Regions from separate parts of the Zea mays genome. Here all the other regions are linked to region 1. Evidence: chromatin contacts called from public Hi-C data. All regions are on one chromosome and are shown on one strand. Each heading gives the region's core, a stretch centred on a gene start, on an enhancer-like site or on the middle of the called end of the contact. The rest is flanking DNA. Distances are from core to core; before and after follow the strand shown. Region 1 holds the start of LOC103650422 (U-box domain-containing protein 43). Region 2 holds the start of LOC103650429 (E3 ubiquitin-protein ligase UPL1). Region 3 has its middle 140 kb from the start of LOC103650422.

The links. Hi-C and Micro-C count contacts between places; a contact is called where the count stands out from the background.
Region 2: a Hi-C map of tassel shows a contact between it and region 1, with 5 times the contacts expected there. The contact joins the promoter of LOC103650429 here to the promoter of LOC103650422 in region 1. A contact is called at or near these places in 7 of 25 Hi-C or Micro-C datasets (bundle sheath, ear, endosperm and 3 more).
Region 3: a Hi-C map of ear shows a contact between it and region 1, with 1.8 times the contacts expected there. The contact joins the enhancer-like site here to the promoter of LOC103650422 in region 1. A contact is called at or near these places in 2 of 25 Hi-C or Micro-C datasets (ear and tassel).

What each region holds. Positions count from the first base shown.
Region 1 is chr3:98,518,901-98,522,889 of Zm-B73-REFERENCE-NAM-5.0, forward strand. LOC103650422 (U-box domain-containing protein 43) reads left to right here and starts at 2,244. Exons shown (of 4, transcript XM_008675994.4): 1 at 2,244-2,727; 2 at 3,421-3,962. The coding sequence starts at 3,423.
Region 2 is chr3:98,730,635-98,734,623 of Zm-B73-REFERENCE-NAM-5.0, forward strand. LOC103650429 (E3 ubiquitin-protein ligase UPL1) reads left to right here and starts at 2,276. Exons shown (of 17, transcript XM_008675998.4): 1 at 2,276-2,492; 2 at 2,643-2,781. The coding sequence starts at 2,674.
Region 3 is chr3:98,382,057-98,386,045 of Zm-B73-REFERENCE-NAM-5.0, forward strand. No RefSeq gene overlaps it. Among protein-coding and RNA genes, the nearest start is that of LOC103650422, 140 kb to the right of the region's middle. Within about 2 kb of position 2,350, at least 18 of the 20 cell types and tissues checked have an H3K27ac peak or open chromatin away from gene starts, as enhancers often do. A contact at or near this core is called in ear and tassel, where this site is marked.

The sequences.
Region 1 (3,989 bases), core at 994-3,493:
GCATCCAAATCATCCCAGTTTCCGCTTTCGCCTCTCTTCACAGCTGAGCCGCCTTCAGTTCTCTTCATCCCGACCGCAGACGTGCATCTGCGATCAGGAGAGCAGGTCTCAGGAACCCTTCGCTCTCGAGATCCTGCACCGGGAGAGGGCGAATAAGGTTTTTAGGAAGCGTCCTCACACGACTGCTCGTGATCTTTTGACCTCGTCGACCCTGCTGATTTCGCTGCTTCGACGTCGTCAGCCCTGCTGATTCCGGCCCGCGCCATCTATCAGTATGTCCGATCAGTACGCATCACCTAATTTGACTCTTTATTTCAGTTCTTCTGATTTGGTTATGATTTATATTCGGAATTTAATCTGAAAATTGTCTAATTATTCAACAGAAATCTGGTTGGCTAGTTAAAAACAACACTTAGACCACTAGGCTAACTGTTCTTTTGTGTTTTTAGGGTGTGTCGTGATCCATAAAGACTACCCATTTAAACTCTACCAGCAGCGCACGTCGTCTATTAACACTTGGCTAGTTCTGCCATCTGTTTATGGCGAGAGGAAGCAACTTGCTTAAGGGTCAACAGCTTCCATTCACATAAGTACGATGCATATAAGAGCGCCACCAGATGCTATCGCTGCTGCTCAAAAAGTTAAAGCCCTCCCGAGTCAGGTACTCTACGCTTTTCAGTTTTCACATATAGGAGGAGTATCTGGGAGTTACTAAGAACCATAACATGTACTTATATAGCTGAGCACTTATATGGAAGACAACGACTCGATCAGCAACCAGAAGAGCCTGGTTAAGAATCGAATAAAGTGATCTTAATGTAACCTTACATTATTTCAAATTTTAGTTCTACGTTACTACTAATGATACATACGAGTAAAACTTTCTTTCACCAGTTCATATGTTGAAGCAGAAGCAGGATGGCTGGCCAGAGGAGCCTTGACACCTAGTGAAGTCTGAGATATGTACGTAAGCTCATGTCTTAGCGGCGGCGACTGTAAGGATATTCTAGTCATATTCGTTGCTGATACTAACTCGTCAGGTATGTAAAATAACGAGTGGGATGCTCAGATCCATTTTTACCGGTGTTATGAGTAGTGACCTGTTTTAAAAAGCGACACTCTAGGATGATCCATTTTAACAATTTTCACTCGAAAAAATGAACTAAAAAAATCATGTCATCTTGAGTCAGGTTGATCGACTCACTGTGTAGTCTCAACAATCCTTTTCCCGCCACAGGGTACGCGGAAACAAGCTTTTCGCTTCGGATCAAAGCCAGCTGTTTGAACTGCTGCAACTGCAATTCATAAAGATAAAATATTATAGAAGTATTAGAAGTCGGTATAGATTAAAGCTAAACGAACCAGTAGTGATTGATCAATCTGATCATATGAATCCACGCCTTCTACACCGCCTGTCTCTGCAGCCGCCTGTATGGATGTAAAATGGTTTGAAAAATATCCGTTCGAATCAAAATCCAAAGATGGTGAACACCGGTTCAGACATAATTTTCAGATATCCAAACATTTTTTCAATATCAGATATAAATATGAATATTTTATTTTGATATCAGATACAAATATAATATACCTGATATCCGTCGTATATCTAACCACTATCCGAACATCCAAACAAATGATAGACCTTACCCATAAAAATAATTTAATATTAAAAGGGCACCCACGTATAACCTGTCGTTAAGGGTCTTCTTATACTGTCTCGTAAGCTCCGCTCGCCAAGAACCTTAGGCACCACGTTTCTATTTCCTAGGCTCCATCGCAGCGTAGACGTAGGTTGGGCCGGCATCGCTAGGGTCTCCCAGGCTGCGAGCCTAAGTGCACTGTAGTATTTGTAATTTTTGGTTTGTAATTATTTTTCTTTTCTCTATGAACCCAAGCGTACTAGAGTCAAGACTGCACTTGCGGTGATTAACTTCTGGCTGCAATTAAATCGTGTGATGATTTTCTACATAAAGCAATTTAAAATACATAAACAGCCTAAACAACCATGATTTTCTAAAAAAGAAAATTTTGGTAACTTATAAGCTAAATAATTGGAACAACCATGATACGTGTAAAATAACACATTACACGGTATCCAATAAAATAATTCATTACTGATGATATCTATGTCCGACTAATTCTATATTTAATATATAGCTATCTATATTTCATCTGAAAATACCCGTGTTTGTCTGTGCATTCGAAGCTATTCGAATCTGAGTAAAAATATAAAAAGAATGGTTTCATCGCCGTCCCTAGCTGCCTGCCAGTGCAGTCCAGTGCTGGTGAGCCGCGTGCGGCCCGCGGGTTGCCTTCTTCTCTTGCTAGTTCACCCGTCACCAACTCGCTCCTCGCAGCAGCAGCGGACGAGCCCCTCTGCCCTCCCCTCTCGTCCCTCCAGGCGGCAGGCGCTAGCTCGACGTTCGGCCCCGCGGGCCGGATCCGTCGCCACAGATCCGCTGCCTCCTCCCCGAGTCCTGCCTGATCGGGTTTTTTCAGTTTTCCCCGTTCCCCGTGGGCCACTCGACCGGCCGACAGGGCGGAAAGGCTGCCCCGGCCGACAGGGCTGGTGGCAGTGAGTCCGCGCAGGCAAATTGAATTCCGGCGGCGAATCCCATCCTGTGGTCCTCTCTCGAGTCCTCCGCGTCTGCGCCTCCTCCATCTCGTCGCCGTTCTCGACGCCCGCGGATCCAACGGTCCAACACTGGGTTTGCCCAACAGCCCAAGGTATGTTAAGTGCAATTTGCAAACCTAGCTTGCTGGTTGCTGTTGTGCTCTACTGGACAGCACGGGTTGGGCTAGGATTTATGCAGTTTTTCCTGTTGGAATTGTTGATTCATTTTTCAATTGTTGATTTGTTGCAGATTTTTTTTTTTGCATTCAATGTATTGCGAGTACTTCTATTTATATTGCTACATTTTTAGCTGTTTTATACTTGTACTAGCTCGTGGTTTACTACGGTTGTTATATATCATATAAATATGTATTGAGGTATTTTGTTTATTTTTAAACACTAAGATATATATAGTCTGGTGGTTAGGGAGAACCAGTCGGGTTGGGTGGGGTGGGCCAAAATTAGGTTTTTAATATAATAGTATAGATGTATACGGAACTGTTTTGTTTTGGATTATATCCAATTATGTATTGGAGCACTGGTTTGGCATACCCTAAGTTAGTCTTGCTATAGAACCCTAAGTTAAAGCCCTGCTATAGCCGCTACCATTGTTTTTTTTGGTGATATTCATTTCATGGATCATGATACCACTTGGTTGATTCAATTTCCTTTTGTTCATTGTGGATATGGACATGAATCTCTGTTTTTCTCTTTGAAGTATTCATGTTCGTATGTGTTGCAATTATCCACCAACATGCTGCCTTGTTAACATAGAATCTCATAACTTGTTTGCTGTGTTTCACTAGTGATGGCAGACGTCCAGGAATGCCATTATGATTCAACGTCACAGGCCACTGACAGCTTGCATGTTGAGCCTATATATGAGTCGTTCCTATGCCCGCTTACCAAACAGGTTATGCGGGATCCTGTCTCTATTGACAGTGGTGTTACGTTTGAACGCGATGCCATTTTGAAGTACTTCAATGAATGTCTTAGCAGCAGAAGGAGGCTTGTCTGCCCTGTAACTAAGATGGAGCTCAGCAACACTGAGTTAAATCCAAGCATAGCTCTGAGGAACACTATTGATGAATGGATGAACCGCAATGAGGTGGCTAAACTTGACGTCGCTCGGAAGTCATTGACTTCTGATAGCACGGAAAGTGATATGGTACAAGCACTCCAGTATGTTGATGAGATATGTCAGAGAAGTCGATCCAGTAGGCAGGTTGTGAGAAGAGATGGGTTGATAATCATGATTGCTGACTTGTTGAAGAAAAGCAGTACGAAAGTACGGCAAATGGCACTAGAGACTCTTCGCTCCATCGCAAAAGATGACAATGACAATAAGGTTCTTTTCTTGATGCTTAATTTGTTA
Region 2 (3,989 bases), core at 1,026-3,525, 210 kb after region 1:
GCCAGGGGGCCAGGCGGCCGGGGCGGGCCAGCGGCGGCCGGGCGGGGCGCGGCTGGGCGCGGCCGAGGGCCGGCCAGCGGCGGCCAGGGGCCACGGCGGGGCTGGGGCGGCTGCCGGCGCGGCCAGGGGGCGCGCGGGGTGGGGAGAGAAGAGGGGAGGGAGGAGAGGGAGGAGGGGGAGGGGGCTCACCGGCGGGGATCGACGGCGAGGGGCGGCCGGCGGCAGGGGGCGGCGCAGCGGCCTAGGGTAGGGGCGGCGCTAGGGCAGGGGGCGGGTAGGGGCGGCGGCTAGGGAGAGAATGAGAGAGGGAAAAAATGAGAGGGAGAGGGAGAGGGTTTGGGGAAAAAGGGGAGGTGGGGGCGGCATGGGCCTATTGGGCCCAAGGGGGGGGCGCCAGGGGCGGCTGGGCCGGCCGGGGTCGGCCCACGGCGCGGGAGAGAGAGAAAAAGAGGAGAGAAAAAGAGAGGGAGAAAAAAGAAAGAAAAGATCTTCTCCACATTTTCGAAATCCGATCTTTCTACATGAATGCAATTGCGCTTTCAAAGCAATCAAAAGAAATGCAAGGTTCGGCATGGTGCATCAAACAACATAAAGTATTTAGGGTTTTTCTTACACGGGAATTCCAAACCGAATCCCGCTTAGAACTTTGGAAAAGGTCAAGGTTTAGCGAAGGGAAAAAGAAAAGGGAAAGGTAACGCCCGAATTTTGGCGAGTAAAGAAAAGAAAAAATTCAACTGCAAAATTCGGGGCGTTACATATTTATAGCCCCCAACCACCAAAACAACCGTTGGCTGCTGTCGATGGGCGCACCGGACAGTCCGGTACGCCACCGGACACTGTTCGGTGCACCAGCCACGTCACCCAACCGTTAGGGTTCGGACGCAGACGACCGTTGGAGCTTTGTCTTCTAGTGACACCGGACAGGCACTGTTCACTGCCCGGTGCGCCTCTGACTTCTGTTCTGACTTCTGTCGCGTACTATAGCACTGTCAGGGCACTATGCAGTCGACCGTTGTGCTGGAGAGCCGTTGCTTTGCTTGGTGCATCGGACAGTCCGGTGGCACACCGGACAGTCCGGTTGCACACCGGACAGTCCGGTAAATCATAGCGGAGTGGCGCTGGAGAAACCCGAAGGTGGCTAGTTCAGAGTTGTACGGTCCTGGTGCACCGAACACTGTCAGGTGGCACACCGGACAGTCCGGTGCGCCAGACTAGGGCACACTTGGGTTTCTTTGCTCCTTTCTTTTTGAACCCTTTCTTTAATCTTTTTATTGGTTTTTGTTGAACCTTTATGCACCTATAGAATATATAATCTAGAGTAAACTAGTTAGTCCAATTATTTGTGTTGGGCATTCAACCACCAAAATTATTTATAGGAAAAGGTTAAACCCTATTTCCCTTTCAATAAGTAAATACCAACCCAATTAAGTAGTAGAACAAAAGTAATAACAACATCTGCGATACAATGCATATGACAAATTGAATTTAGTTCCATAAATTAATCATGTCAGTGTCCGAGCTGCTCATGACCATGAGCACGACTAGTATACCAGTTTTACACTCTTAGAGGTTGCACATCTTTACCCACAAGTCATGTTACCCATCTGCCAAGAGACAGCCGATCCCATACACCTCTACCGAGGAGGCGAGGCAGGGTAACACTACGAGACCTTTACAAAGTTCCACTAGCTTCAGAAAACCCGCTACAGTTTATAGGAAGCTCCAATGCAGGGACCCCTCGCCTGACCGCCATCGTAGCAAAACCAACCCAATGACCTCCCTACACTGACCACTCCTCTACTGCCCTTGCACCTTTCGGGTAAGGTAGTCCTCCACTAGCTTTCCTAATTAGTCAGCCAAGGGCGTCTCATACCACCCTTGTGGTAGCATTGTTTTCCCGGGTGGTTCTCCATGTTCCAATTAACATAATGATCTTAACATGAACAATAAATAACAACTGATAATAAAAATATAATCATGAATAATATGTATCTTTATACCCAAAACCACATAAAAGCAATAGTAGGTACTACCCCAAATTTTGTGGTAAACAAGATATAAAGATAGTCAAACTAGGGTAACATATTGAGTCCCATCAGAATTAATTTATGCAGATCATTATGATTAATCAGAACATGACTAGATAAAAAGAAGTGATAAAGGGCACAACTTGTCTAGGACTTGAGATTCCAGCTTCTATGATGATCTTCAGATGCAGCTTATATTAAAAATCAATTTCTAATATTAATTTCCCATCTTATTCGAGAGCCTCGTCGTCCCTCACGCGCTGTGCCCGTGACCTACCGCGCCAAGTGCGCATCCTTTCACTTCACCAGAAAAAAAAGCGACACCACCCGGCCCCAAACAACAATCACAACCCTCTCTCTCCCTCTCCTTCACGTAGCCGCCTCTGAATCCCCACCTCTCTGCTCTCCCGTCGGCCTCCTCCGCGACCGATGTGTGTGCCCCGCCGCCGGCCCAAAACACTAGAGGTACGCGCGCGCCCAGCCTCCCGCCGCCCGCGCTTCCCGACCCTGGTGGGCGGCGGTTGGACCTGGCGTCCTAGGGTTTTCGCGGGATTTTTAGCGGTGATTCTTGTCCTGTTTACACTGATGGGTTCTGGTGGTTTTTTTTTTCTGCAGGTGACGAGCAGGTAAGGGGTTCCGATCGGAGATGGCGGCGGCGGCGGCCGCACATAGAGCCAGCTTCCCGTTGCGCCTGCAGCAGATCCTTGCTGGAAGCCGCGCTGTCTCACCTGCGATCAAGGTCGAGTCTGAGCCGGTGAGTCCCCTGTTCTCTTCCCCGCCCCCTCGCATCCGGGCTGCTTTGATTGCCGCCTTCGTTCTAGGGTTTTGATAGTGAACGGGCGTGTGCGTATGCGACTTGCCTTTCGTGGTTTTGGATAAAACTTATCGTCTATTGGTATATCAGTTAGGGTTTAGTTTCTCTGTTGTGGGCTTGCTTGTGAATTGTGATCTCTCAGGATTGATGGCTAGTTCTGTTTGAAGGGGTGCTAGGTGGCGATGGTAGAATCTCTATTACTTTAGCCCTGTTTGGAACAACAATTTTTTTTCTTTAGAGCTTTTCTGGCTGGCTAGAGAATCATCTTGAATCTAAGTTTTTGGCAACACTGATTCTCCTGAAGAAATTGTTTGTCATGAGTGTGATGACCCCTAGTGCTGATGATGACTTGCTTGGTTGATGAATAAGCGCCTACATCAATCAAACCAATAATACTATATGTTTTCCTTTAAAGTGAAAATAGTACAATTTTGCATACCAATACAACATGACATGAATTAATTTGGAATTGTCACTCACGTGATATTTCTTTACACGGAATATAATCTCAGCAACTTCACAAGAAAAAAAAAAAATCAGATTTAAAGGGATTAAAACTCGAATTAAGCCATCAAATAACAATTGTAGCTCCTTTCATTCTCAAGCTGTGTGTGTCAATACTTAAAACAATTGGTAGGACCTAAAAAACATAACAAATTCACATGTCAATAGCTTCATATTCTTATGCAAGATGTTAGAACTGGAATAGATCATACTGTTTCTTGCTCGTCCCAGTAATCATCACCAACAATAGTGCTACCACTTGTAGGATCTCTTGAGGCCACAGACATTCAAATTCATTCTCTTCCATGTTCCATAGTTGTATCTCAAGGACTTCCATCTAGTTCTAAAATGCAGGTGACAATAGTTCTTATTTATGCGTGCATTGAATTTGGCCTCCAGGTTGGAGAACTCAACTGTGTTCAGACATCTCCCAAATCAAATATTATGGGCAACTACTTCTAGGCAAACATCTATGAAAGTAGTCTTGGCCTGCATCCTACATAGCTTTGCTGTTTTCCATCTACAATTTTATACTGCAAGAAATTATTTTGTCTCTCTTATATCAGTAGCACACAGTAGGATGGAGAGGAGAAATATATGCATATGAATACAGCAGTACGTAAACTTATTTCCAAACCACAAAC
Region 3 (3,989 bases), core at 1,100-3,599, 140 kb before region 1:
CGGAATACCGTAGATTATTCCGGACAGGAGAAGCTTTTTGGAAAAACAGGCCAAGCGCGGACCGTCCGGGCCCCTGCGGCGGACCGTCCGCGACACCGGGATACCCTTTGGACAGAACCAATGCAAAAACACAAGTTTCCACTACAGACTGTCCGGAGGAAAAGCAAAGACCGTCCGAGCCCTCGCGCGGACCGTCCGGCCTCAGGCGCGGACCGTCTGGTCGGTAAGAAACCGAAAAACTTGAAGGTGACGGGTTCGGAGAAATGAATTATAGAGGGCCTCGCGGGCCGTCCGGGGTGCACGACCGGACCGTCCGCGACTGGCTTTATCTGACATCTGACGACGCATTAAATGCAATATAGCCGTTGATATAGCCGTTACTGCTGACCGTTGCATTTTCAGCCGTTGATCTACAGGGGCGGACCGTCCGGACCTGGCTCGCGGACCGTCCACGCTCAGCAGAATAGGGCAACGGCTAGGAAGTGGTTGGTGGCTATAAATACAACCCCAACCACCTCCATTCATAACACCCAAGCATTCCAACCTTCAACATTCAATACAAGAGCTAGCAATCCATTCCAAGACACATTCAAAGCCTCCATCTCTCCAAGTTTCACAATTGAGAAAAGAGATCATTAGTGATTAGTGACTTGAGAGAGAAAGTGATCCGTGTGTTATTTGTCGCTCTTGTCGCTTGGCCTTTTCAATCGTGCTTTCTTGATTCTTTCATTGCGATCAAACTCACTTGTAATTGAGGCAAGAGACACCAATCTTGTGGTGATCCTTGTAGGAACTTTGTGTTCCAAGTGATTGAGAAGAGAAAGCTCACTCGGTCCGAGGGACCGTTTGAGAGAGGGAAGGGTTGAAAGAGACCCGGCCTTTGTGGCCTCCTCAACGGGGAGTAGGTTTGCGAGAACCGAACCTCGGTAAAACAAATTCGCGTGTCACACTTCTTATTTGCTTGCGACTTGTTTTTGACCCTCTCTCGGACTCAATTATATTTCTAACGCTAACCCGGCTTGTAGTTGTGATTAACTTTGTAAATTTCAGTTTCGCCCTATTCACCCCCCCTCTAGGCGACTATCACCATCCTCCTCCACAATTCGGTATCCCTCTTACAAATTCTATTACCCATGTAGACTTGGCTGACTCAAAAGTAATTGATGCTTTGTGTGATCAAACAGAATCTATTACAAGCTCAACAATGCATGAAACACCAAGCTAACAAAGGTCGTACAGAGCTCGAGTTCTATATGGATGACTTTGTCTACATCAGGCTTCAACCTTACATTCAGGGGTCTGTGGCTACCAGAGCATGCCACAAGCTTAGTTTCAAGTTCTTTGGTCCTCTTGAGATTGTCTAGAAAGTTGGCAAGGTGGTGTATAAGCTGTGCCTCTTGGATTTCGTAGTCGTTCACCTGGTGTTCCCTGTGTTCCTAGCTAAAACCAAGCCTCCACCCTCCTAGTAGGTGAGTCCTACCATTCCAACGACTGATCTTGCTCTTCAATAACCTGCACATATATTGGATCGTAGGACTGTCTCACGTGATGGCTCCTCTATCGATCAGGTCCTGGTATGTTGGACCGGGCTAGACGCTGGTTCGACGTCTTGGGAGGACGAGGCTGCGCTCAAGCTCATGTTCCCTGCCGCGGTCTCTTTGGGCAAGCACCATCTCAAGGAGGGGATGTCAGCTCCCCTGCATCAGGAGAACAAGCAGCACACGAAAGGACTCCAGCAGTATCAGGATGGTGTGAACGCAGCCTAATGTCCGTTACACGGGCCCCGAGCGGCACTAGTGATGAGCTAGGATTGTGTAAAGCCCAAAATTTGGTAAATAATAATAATAAAATAAAGAAATAAGAATACTAATGATAATGGTTCTAGATTTTTTTTGAAACCTTTGGAATATAGTAGGACATATCCTCTTCATAATCAATTGAGAATACTAAATTAGTTAAATGACTAATAAATAGATAAAGGAAGGTTGATCTCTTGAAGATAATTTTGGTGATACATTTCCTGGAAAAGAAAATTTTAATTAAGACATTTATTCCTCCCATAAATAAATAATAAGGAAAAGAATAAAAAAATATTATAATAAACAGTAAGGTTTATATTCACAGTAGTATTAATTTTGACACTTGGAATCTGAAATTCAAAATAGGGATTTGAATTTAGTTTGAATACTTAGAAAGTAAAGCAGAAATTATAAAAGAAAAAAGAAGTCAGGAAACCACACCTGGGCCTAATCTGTCGCGCCGGCCCAAGAAGCACAGGCCTTATACTGCCCGCGCGGCCCAGCTAGAGGTGGGCGCCGACATGTGGGACCCGCATGTCATCAGCCCACGTTCCCTCACGTCTATGCCACTCACCGCACGGCACACCATTCCCTAAGACGCTTACACGTGGGGCCTCGCGGTCAGGTCCTTCTTCCCCGTTTTCTCGCAACGAAGCACGGGAGACCCGGGCCGAGAACCCAGTCTTCGTTCCCCCCATTCTCGGGCCGTTGCGGAGCCCTCGCGGGTATAAATAGCGGGCGTCGCTATCCTCTTGTGCATCCATCCTATCTAGCCGTGCCCTGGTGAACCCCGTCGCCGAGCACCGCCATGGGCGGGAGCGAGGAATTGGCCGCCGCGGTCGCTCCCTCCACGACCATCATCCAGGGCATGAGCATGACTCGTAGAGCTTCGCTGCGGCACCAGGAACCGGGGCGCAACCGTATTTGGGTGTGAAGTCCACCTGTGCGCTGTGAATTTCTCGCCGATGGAGGTCTTCCGTCGCCGCGACGCCTTCACCGTGGCCATGACAACCTGTGCCACAATCATCGATAAGAAGCTGGGACTTGATTTATGTTGGACCTTAACGTTGTGTAGTAGTTTTCGGTGAGGTTTGTGCGCCGAGTCATCGGGCGGCCGTACTCCGGCAATGGCACCGCCGTGCCGCCCCGTTTAACTGGGTCGCGCAACCTAGAAGAGAGTGGTTGATGGGAGTCTCGCAAGAATCATTGATCTAGCCAACAACGGCGGCGATTACCGGGAAGAATACCCCTTCGCGGTTGCTCTTTTACTTAAGCGACCCTGTACTTTAGGAAAACTAACCCGCAATCCATCAGTATATAAAGATCAGTGCATATAGGTCCCTAAATTTGCATTATAACCCCTGGTCTTACATAAATTAGTAGCCGCGATCCCTGGATTTCTGGAAATTGAGGAATTAAATTAGAAAATGACTTTTTAGTACAAAAATAAATCTTGAAACTTGTTTAACTCATATTTAATCCATTTTAACTCCGATTTGAGCCATTCAAAATGTGTTAGTTTCGTATAAATATTTACTACGCAGTAACAACATTAATTATACCATGTTCCATACTTTTATAGTTAGATATTTAATTATCCTATGTCTACTAGATTAACTTTCTAAACCAAAGCTAACCTATCCATAATTATAATTTGGTTAAAATATGATCTCTAGTCAAGTTATAATTAAGATTAAGGTTGAGTTAATTATTCATAGAATACTCTCTCATATGGTGTATACTAATCAATATATAATATAGTTTAATATTTGGACCACATAGATCTCCCATAAATTATAACTCTGTAACCATAACTCTGATCTTGGTGGTCCTCGATCCCACGATCTCATAGCAACGCATAGATTATTATTATTATGCAGTTTGTTCTTATGTTTGGTGTGATATAATTATGCCTATACCATGTTTGTTTGTATTGCTACGTTTAGAGTGAGGTCACGAGTCACCTGAAGAGCAAGTTGGTACCTGGAATCAAGTCCCAGGAAAGTTGTGCCCTTGACCACTATTATTACCCAATAATGTTCTTTATAATCATTTATTCATGCATAGGTTTAATTTTGATGGGACCCAATAGGTTGCCCTAGTCTGTGTTGGGGACTTGTTCTCAAATGCTTCGAATTAAGAACAAGGCAACACAAAGATGTTAAGTATAAATGCCCTTCGTCCGCTGAA